2 separate regions of the Mus musculus genome follow, and region 2 is linked to region 1. Evidence: chromatin contacts called from public Hi-C data. All regions are on one chromosome and are shown on one strand. Each heading gives the region's core, a stretch centred on a gene start, on an enhancer-like site or on the middle of the called end of the contact. The rest is flanking DNA. Distances are from core to core; before and after follow the strand shown.

What was found. A called contact is a pair of places that touch in the nucleus more often than the background predicts.
Region 2: a contact with region 1 is called in a Hi-C map of nephron progenitors, with 1.9 times the contacts expected there. The contact joins the enhancer-like site here to the promoter of Tph2 in region 1. A contact is called at or near these places in 6 of 39 promoter capture datasets (the HPC-7 cell line, cranial neural crest, embryonic stem cells and 3 more), 23 of 484 Hi-C or Micro-C datasets (the G1E-ER4 cell line, the HPC-7 cell line, embryonic fibroblasts and 5 more), 4 of 115 datasets of contacts at active chromatin or transcription factors (all in embryonic stem cells) and 3 of 9 other capture datasets (adipose tissue, embryonic stem cells and pancreatic islet).

The regions. Positions count from the first base shown.
Region 1 is chr10:115,182,506-115,186,824 of GRCm38.p6, reverse strand. It overlaps Tph2 (tryptophan hydroxylase 2), which reads left to right and starts at 1,803. Exons shown (of 11, transcript NM_173391.3): 1 at 1,803-2,040; 2 at 3,926-4,069. The coding sequence starts at 1,936.
Region 2 is chr10:115,294,019-115,298,808 of GRCm38.p6, reverse strand. Rab21 (RAB21, member RAS oncogene family) reads left to right here. Exons shown (of 7, transcript NM_024454.1): 5 at 3,326-3,380; 6 at 3,850-3,938. Among named protein-coding and RNA genes, the nearest start is that of Rab21, 19 kb to the left of the region's middle. Within about 2 kb of position 2,063, at least 13 of the 459 cell types and tissues checked have an H3K27ac peak or open chromatin away from gene starts, as enhancers often do.

The DNA of each region.
Region 1 (4,319 bases), core at 554-3,053:
GATTACACCATTTTCGAACAATAATGGTTTCCTACACATTTTGTTATGTTGTTCCCTATATTTTAGACCATCCCCTTGCTGTTTTCCATTACCTATGACACTGCCAAAATCACTTTTAAAAAATTCAGTTCAAATAACTCCCTCAAGAGTCTTAGGACTCCATAGCATATGTAGTACTGACCACTCTGTGTCTTGTGCTTTTTGTGTCTTCTGCAGAGAGGTTGACACTCTTTGTTCTACTTGGTTATTGCACAGCTTGATTCTCTCAGATGGACTGTGATCTCTGTGGGTCAGTGCTGTGTTGGACACTTCTTTGCATCCTCAGGATTCAGTTCCCAATGCTTAATATAAACTCAGAGCTCAACAAAAAGTTTTTGAGTTATACATCTGTTCTTATGTATAGCTCTATAGTCTGTGATCCGTTGAGTCCACTTTTCTTCACACCCTTCTCCTTATTTGGAGTACTTGGGGAGATTGTACAGTGTAATGGTAGAGAAAGCCAAAATTGCCTGAATTAAAATCCTACTTTGAACATTCTTTATTTGTGTGAGCACGTGAACCTTTGTTAATTTACCTACAGCTTTTGTGCCTTAGTATACATACACACATATATACACACACATGCATACACACACACACACACACACACACACACACACACACACACACACACAATCAGTAACTCTTTGTGAGTGTTGTTATGATGACTGTTCTGACATACAAACATGCATAGAAAGTGTCCAGAATTAGCATTGTCAACCATCATTTTTCATAATTACTTCGGTTCATTTATTAACACTTGCTTTTCCTATTAGCTGCTCAGTGCTGGTTTTCAGAGGACAAGTAAGCTGGATGATTATTTCCAGAGTTGGATCAAACAAAAATCCTAAACCCTCAAGTCTCCAGAAACAATTAAAATCCAACCAATGTTAACATATACAGTCTTGCTTTGAAGAACCTTCATTCTGCTTTCTACATAATCAAACTGTATAGGTCCCAGATTTTGGTTAGTTCTTCAGTTAAACATGTGCTCTTGCTTAAGAATTTTCCATTCTTCAAAGGATTGTCAAGCTTTCCTGTGGCTTTCTAAAGTTGGAAAAGTACAAATATAATCTTGTCTATGCCTGTCAAATTGCTGGGTCTGATCAGGTCATAGATGGAGAGCAATAAAATTGTATCAGAAGAGTATCAAAGGAATGATGGGCCTATGGGCATTTCATTTCCATATATTTCTTACTTAATGAAGAACATTCTAGAAGGTTAGCATCTGAGCTAAGTTCAAGCCTCGAATTTCAAAAGCCTGAATATCCTTCTACATGGAAACACCATGGGTTTTGGAAGCAGACTTCTTATGAAAGCCGTCACACACACACACACACACACACACACACACACACACACACACACACAGGTAAAATTTGCATAATGTAACGTCATGCCAGCAGAAAAGCCTTTCTTAAGTTATTTTTTTACTTTTATAAAATACAAAGCACTTAAATTCATAGTTACTTAAAGACGGAGGGTAACCTTCCAATAGCAGACTTGAGATTCAAAATTAGACGACGGCTGTTTTGTTGCAAGAAAAAAAAATAATAACCCTGATGTATTGTTCCCCTCCATCTCTTCCCAAAGAGCTACTCGACCTACGAAACAAACAAATCTCATCAGGAGCACAGATAACCCCAAGCTTCAGACGTGTAATCTGACTGTGGCCATCAGCAACCAGAAATGAGTTTTTTCTAATCAGCTTTCCATCAGTCCTCAGTCACTCATATAAAGGAACACGGGGAGGGGAGGAAGCGCACTGCTCTTCAGCACCAGGGTTCTGGACAGCGCCCCGAGCAGGCAGCTGCCACTGCAGTTCCTCCTTCATCTCTGCCAAGGCCGCCCCTCTGGTCCCCCCTGCTGCTGAGAAAGAAAATTACATCGGGAGCCATGCAGCCCGCAATGATGATGTTTTCCAGTAAATACTGGGCCAGGAGAGGGTTGTCCTTGGATTCTGCTGTGCCAGAAGATCATCAGCTACTTGGCAGCTTAACAGTGAGTATCGAGTATCTGGCAGTCTCCGGTGTTCTCTAGGGCATCAATGGTCTTAACCTCACCATATGGACACCTGCTGTAGAGTAAGCATGAAGTTCAACTCCCTTTTCCTCAGTCGTCTTGTCTTACTGCCTCCTTTCTGTCTGCCTCAGCTCTCCACAAAGTACAAGCAGCTGGGCGAGTTGCTGGGAGATAAACTCTCCTCAAATAGAAAGTGAAGTTCCCTATCGTGAAGAATGAAAGATTATGTGAACCAATGTGCTAAATTCACTCCTCCTTCAAAGTATAGAACTTGAAAGGCTGATAAGGAAGATTTGGGAGAAAGAATTAAATACATCTCTCTGGTTTCTACAAGGCAATATTGTCTCCTATGCCCTACAGAGCTAATATGTGTATTCTTGAGATTAAGTGCAGGTTTTGGAATAAAAGAGGAACCAGGGCCCTTCAAAGGTTTCCCTGCATGCCACATTACTCTCCCTTTAAAGCTTAATTGATGGAAGAGTTAAGGAAGCATTCTGTTTGCTTCAATATTTACAAGATGTGTGTGTGTGTGTGTGTGTGTGTGTGTGTGTGTGTTTAAAATACTAACATTAAAGAATGGTATTTGAAGAGTTACAGTTCTTGCAAAGGTTTAGGTCTTAATTTGACCAACAGTTATGAGCTTTAATAAACACAGTGGTTTGATTTGCTAACATGCAATAAAATACACATCCAAGGTTCTGTCATTAAAATTTTAAGGGATGCTTCACCGTTGTCCTTCCTGTTTATCAACCAATTGCAAATTCAGCTCGTCAGAGAAAAATTGGGTTAATGCCATAGCTCCAAGTATGTCCATTCTATTTATTACCCACAAACGCTGAAAAACAGTCACAGCAACTTTCTTAGCACTATTTAAGTCGATTTGCGAAAATGAGGCCAAAATGTAAAATAGCTTTTCTAATACTCAAGTATCATGAATATTTGTATGAGGTGTTACATTGAGGAATTCCGAAGCTGTAATAAACGGCAAGAAGAAAACCACGAAGCCCTTCAGTTATGGTTAATGTATGACACTTTCCCATAAAAATGCACCTTAGACATATGAGACACAGGCATTACCTGGAGAGGGGGGAGCAGATGTTGGGAATAGGAAGACATTTGAGCTTCTAATGGCTAAATATACTGTCAAGTACCAGTGCCAGCATAAACTCCTTCTCTCCCTCAACTCATAAATAATAAAATATCTATTCCTATTATATATAAACTCGGTGAGGGAGGTTATCTTAATGCATGGAAATAAAGCCAGTAGTGAAATAGGAGGAAGACAATGGTAAATCACTTACCACTGGGTTCCATGTAAATGTGCAGGTCTTAGTTCCACGAGGATGTAGTAGACTGGTATGACTATGGTACCTCACCATTAGCCAGGAAGACAGATCTCTGTTTGCCCAACTCTGCACCATAATCTTACATTGTCTGTCAAATGGGACATTCCTAGGTTTGTTTTTTCAAGTTCTGCAGTGTGCTCTGATTTTTGCTAGACTCTGTTATTCCTATCCTTAGCTGGAAGAACTTAGTCATTACTCAGATTGTCGTGTGTGCCCCTAATGGTTAGCTAGCTGGTTTTCTTTCTCTCTCATGCCTTTCCAACTGCCTGTCCTATATGTGGCTGAAACGTAGTAGTCACTTTCCAGACTCAACTGTCCACGGAGGGATTCACTGGGCACGCTGCTCTGTCACTGACTGCCTCAGTGAGCAGGAAGATTCAGACTTGGGTCCAAAGGCAACTCCACTTTGAGTTGGTATGATGGGTGGGGCTTGCAGCTTTTAAGAGGAATCTCTGGATAAATTGAATCATTGAAACCTCTGGGGTAGAACTGACTCTTGTGCTTCTACTTTCTTGAAGCAAAATAAGGCTATCAAAAGCGAGGACAAGAAAAGCGGCAAAGAGCCCGGCAAAGGCGACACCACAGAGAGCAGCAAGACAGCGGTAGTGTTCTCCTTGAAGAATGAAGTTGGTGGGCTGGTGAAAGCACTTAGACTATTCCAGGTAAACACAGAGCACTCGTTCTTCTGTATCCTCAAGGTGGCTATGTGCCTGGTGATAGACTTGTTCCCTGTCATTAAGGCATTTCTGGGTAACATGGCAAAAGAGTCAAAGGAACCAAATGTCACAAAGCTTTAAAAAGGGAGTTTACTCTGCCCAACAGTGAAATAAGCAGGTTTATGTGAGCTGTGATTTATTAATTCAGACTCAGCCAATAGCAACTCTGTTACTTGTTGCCAGATGAAGTCTGTAA
Region 2 (4,790 bases), core at 814-3,313, 110 kb before region 1:
TACGTTTACTGTCCTTTGTTTCTGTGATTATATTTTGGGATCTTTCTAAGTGGCTTGGATGTAAGGGTGTAATCCCAGAACCACCGTTTGACAAACCAACAGTTATAACTGCAGCATCAAACTGTACAAGATATAAAAATATGTATAAAAGTCCACTGCTATTTCAGCAGTAACCATAGACCAGAAAATAAGAAAATTAATGTAAGAGTGTGCTAGTGTAAGCAAAAGGAAAAGGAGAAAAATATAATGTCAGGAAAGAGAAAAGAGCAAGAGGTTAGGAAAGGTAGGAACCATGAAAAGTTCCAATAATGAAAAAGTGTGAAACAGCTGTAAGTTACTGTACGAAGGGAGTGCAAATGAGCCAGCCCATCAGTGGCTCAGCAGACACAAGTCCTCACCGTGGAAGTGCAACCCTGGGGACCCGTCTAAGTGGCGAGAGAACCAACTCTGCAGAGCTGTCCTCCGGCCTCCACACGTGTGCTGGAGCACGCTCCTTCCCTTGCACGTGTGCATCATGCATGTATGATAGTCATTTGTTATCTAGGTAAAAGCATTAGTTTTTCTATAAGGCAAAACCCAACACCAAAATCAAACCTCCAGTAAGATGAAGCCAGAAGTACAGCTGTAGATGTGTGTGTGGAGCAGAGAGGGTTGGGCAATATTGCCAATAATGATAATGTATGAACCAAAACAGATGTCATGTGTAGAGGGGAGTAAACAGGAAAAGCTTTTAGAAATATGATAGTAGAAAATCCTACCGGGCGTGGTGGCGTACGCCTTTAGTCCCAGCACTCGGGAGGCAGAGGCAGGAGGATTTCTGAGTTTGAGGCCAGCCTGGTCTACAGAGTGAGTTCCAGGACAGCCAGGGCTACACAGAGAAACCCTGTCTCGGAAAACCTAAAAAAAAAAAAAAAGAAAATCCTGCTTGTGATGTAGTAAGAGAGGAGCTGGAGAGATGGCTCAGTGTTGAGAGCACTTGAGCACTGTTGCAGATGCGCAGTTCAGAGGATCCAGCCCCTGACCCCCATGGGTACCTGCCACCTCCATACACTGTACACTGTGCACATAAATTAATGCAGGCATACGTATATACACATGATAAATTATTAAATTTTTCCCAAAGACGTAATGAAAAGGAAAAAAAGATATGAAAGGCCAAAAAAAGTGTTGGATCTGGTCCTTCTGCTCTCTACACTGCCTTCAGGGCTCTCCGGCCACCAGGCTGCTGCAGATTAAGTTGAGCCTCCCTGTCCTGTGGCGGTTCTCATTATTAAGTTCTCCAGGTAGCTCATCCACAGACAGGTTCTCTCAAAACGGTGCCTAGCTCTTGCCCTCCCAGTCATGCACTCTGATAGATGGGGTCCTCTCCATGCTGTCCACCTCTCCAGAGGAGTTACTGTCTGACCAAAATCCACAGCTGTTGTGAGCTAGTGAGGGCTGTCGGCTCATCATGAGGTGCAATGCTAGACTCCCAGGGGGGCTGGAGTCCTAGGGATCATTGTGCTAAATGCAGTGTCCCAGCTCAGGGTTTGTGTAGTTAACAGTCGTGTCACCTCATTGCTTTTATATAGAGATAGTTAATAAAAGCTTCATCTCCCTTTTAGAAGTATTGGTTGGTCACATTTTCCCATGTTCTAATATAATGTACGTACATATATATTGTATACATAATACATGTGCATGTGTGAATGTGTGTGAGAGAGAGACAGAGAAGCAAAAGATGATCATTATGAGCTTTGCCTAGCCTGGAACTCCCAGAGATCTCCTGCCTCTGCCATCCAGGTTCTGGGATTAAAGGCATATGCCACCACATCTGGCTTGATTTATTTTTATTATTTTTAGTTATATGTGTGTGAAGGGGTATGTATATGTGAGTGCACGTTCCCACGAAAGTCTGAGGCCCTTTCTTCTTGGAGCTGGAGTTACAGTTAGCTATGAGCTGACCAACATGGGTCAAGAACTGAATTCTCTGTGTCCTCTGGAAGAACACAGTATGCTCTCCCAACCACTGAGCCCAGCCCCGCAATGAAGTTTTGTGGAAGACCTGCCACCAGGTGGCTTCTTGTATTTATAGAGTAAGACAGCTTGCTCGCTCTCTGATTACCGTCCAGTGTACTGACTATAACATGTATTGGATTGAGTTTTTATTGACAGACTGTAATGTAGACTGTGAAATTACTGTGGTTCTTGTAGCGTTGTGGCTCTGTTCAGAGCATAGTGTCTCTGCTGACGTGCTTGGCGCACACTGGCCACACTGACTTTAGTGTCCCCTGCTCACACTCATCCTTTTGCATTTGTTGCAGCTCAGAGTTAAGTACTCAGATTATCCGAGGTCTTCAGTAGAGACCTCTGCACTTGGGCTTCTCAGTGATAAATGTTTCATCTCTCATTGGGTGCTGTGTTTATTCCGTTATAAAGTTTATTTTATTCTGAGAGTTAAAACGGAAGAAAGGAAACTATTTGTTTCTAGTGTGTTTTCTTACATTGCTTCTCCCCTGTTCTTATCTGTTTGTGGTTTCTGTGACCTTCACCCTCTATCCAGCCAGTTCAGCTTCTGTCCACTGCTCTAAAATAAGACCCTTTTTGTTTTTGTGTTGTTTTCTTTTTCGTATCTAAATTTTGGTTCTACTTGGTTGTTTTGTTTGTTTGATTTTTTTTTTCTTCAACAAAATCTTGGCTTAGATCCATTGTTTAAGGAAAACTAAGCAAACTCTCAGTAACTTTAAATCTATATGGCATGTATATATTACCTGGTAAAACAGCACTAAAATTGTTTGTCAACAATATCCTTAAAGCCGCTATGGTGGAGGAGTACTTAAAAATTCACACATTAAAATTTTTTACTTAAACTTAAAGTTTATGTTATCAAATAAAAGAGTTTCATTTTAGAACCCAAGATGGAAGCATACTATAGTTTAGTAAACCAATATTTATACTTAATTATTGATTGGCTTTAAGTTGATTGGAAATAAAGAATTTTAAAAAACATGTATATATACTTTAATAAAAACAAACAAACAAACAAAAAAACCGACTCTTCTTTCTCATGAATCTTAGCCCCTGCTGTGCCTTATGGTCTCTGAGGAAGAGCGATTGTTTGCCTCTGTCAGGCTGAAAGTTCAGGTCATAGCCACACTGACCCATGTGCAGGAGGAGGTGGGACTGTGAACGGCTCTCATCTTTGTGATGAGACATTTGGAAGGCTGATGGGGATTACTGTTATTTTTTTTTTTCAAATAATTAGTCACAATTATATATTTACGATTATCTGATTTTATTAAAAATAAATCAATATTAAAGATAGTGTTTCCTTTTTTCACATTAGGTAATAAAATAGACTTGGAAAAGGAGAGGCACGTCTCTATTCAAGAAGCAGAATCGTAAGTGTCATGCTCCCCCATGGTGGTGCTCCCCAGTGGGTGTTCCCCCATGGCAGTGCTCCCCAGTGGGTGCTCCCTTACTGTGCCCATGGATGGTTCACTTTCACAAACCCTCAGGGAGGGCTGAGCACTTGTTCTCAGGAAGCAATGTTTGTCCTTCAGAGTGGTGGGCAGCTGGCAAGAGTAAGGTATTTCTCCTGATTTCATTAAAAATGAGGACTATGTGGAGGAGTTATCAAGGGATTACAAAGACTTGTAAGGTATTTTGCGTTCCAAATAAGTGTATAAAAATTTTAATCATTTTTTTCTAAATTTGATTCAATATATAGAGAAATTAAATAGCTAAATAACCTTAGTGTAACTAAAATTGGATAAGTTAGTAGTCAATAAAGGTGACTTTAGTCACTAAATTTGCTATTGTAGAAAGCTTTATGCCAATGACTCTTTTCTTCTTGTTTTCTTTGTTAAGGTATGCAGAGTCTGTGGGAGCCAAGCATTACCATACTTCCGCTAAACAGAACAAAGGCATTGAGGAGCTCTTTCTCGACCTTTGTAAAAGTACGTATACGCATGTCAGTACATTTAAAAGTGGCTTTAAAACTGTTACTAATGTTTCCATCCAGGAATAGTGGTGCACATCTTTATCCCAGCGATCCGAGGGCCGAGGTAGGAGCAGCTCTGAGTCTGAGGTTAGCTTGGTCTACAGAGTGAGATCCAGACCCTGCCTCAAAGAAAAAAGCATTGTTCATTTTTCTAAAGTGATAGTTTGCCAATTTCTGTTAATGAAAGCAGGAGAAAAATTTAGGATGTGTCTGTACTGTCACTACTTGGTGACACCCTTCAATTCATGTTTTACAATCTTGGGACTTTTGTCTTTTTAAGCAGTAACTTCTGGGTTGGAAGTCGCTTGTTTGATGTGTATTTAAAATGTCTGTGTGACTGTTTTAAAAAGCAAGCAAAACTTGTGTATTAAAGGACATTCAAGGGCTGAGGGGATCGCACAGTTGGCAAGGTGCTTACTTTGTTAGTACGAGTGCGGACAGGACACCCGCACACGGTGGCGAGAATTCATAAGACCCTCCCTCACCACCCAGGCCGGGGAGGTGCAGCCCTGAGGCCAGCCTCTAACTGGATTCAATAGCAAGCTCTCAGTCCTAGTGAGAGAGAAACCCTTTTCAGAGAATAAGGTGGGTGCCTCCGGCCCACACACACTTTTTAGATGAAAAAGAAGAGCACACATTTGAGAGCCATAACAGTTGGTTCCAGTGGGTGGATCTTACTGCATCTGGGTTGACAGATGAGTGAAGAAAAGGTGGCGAGGACAGTCAGTGCATGACCGCACGGAAGGCTCCTTACTAAGTCTTTGCAGGGGGTGGCGATGTGCCTTGAAAAGCATGGCTTTCTCAGATG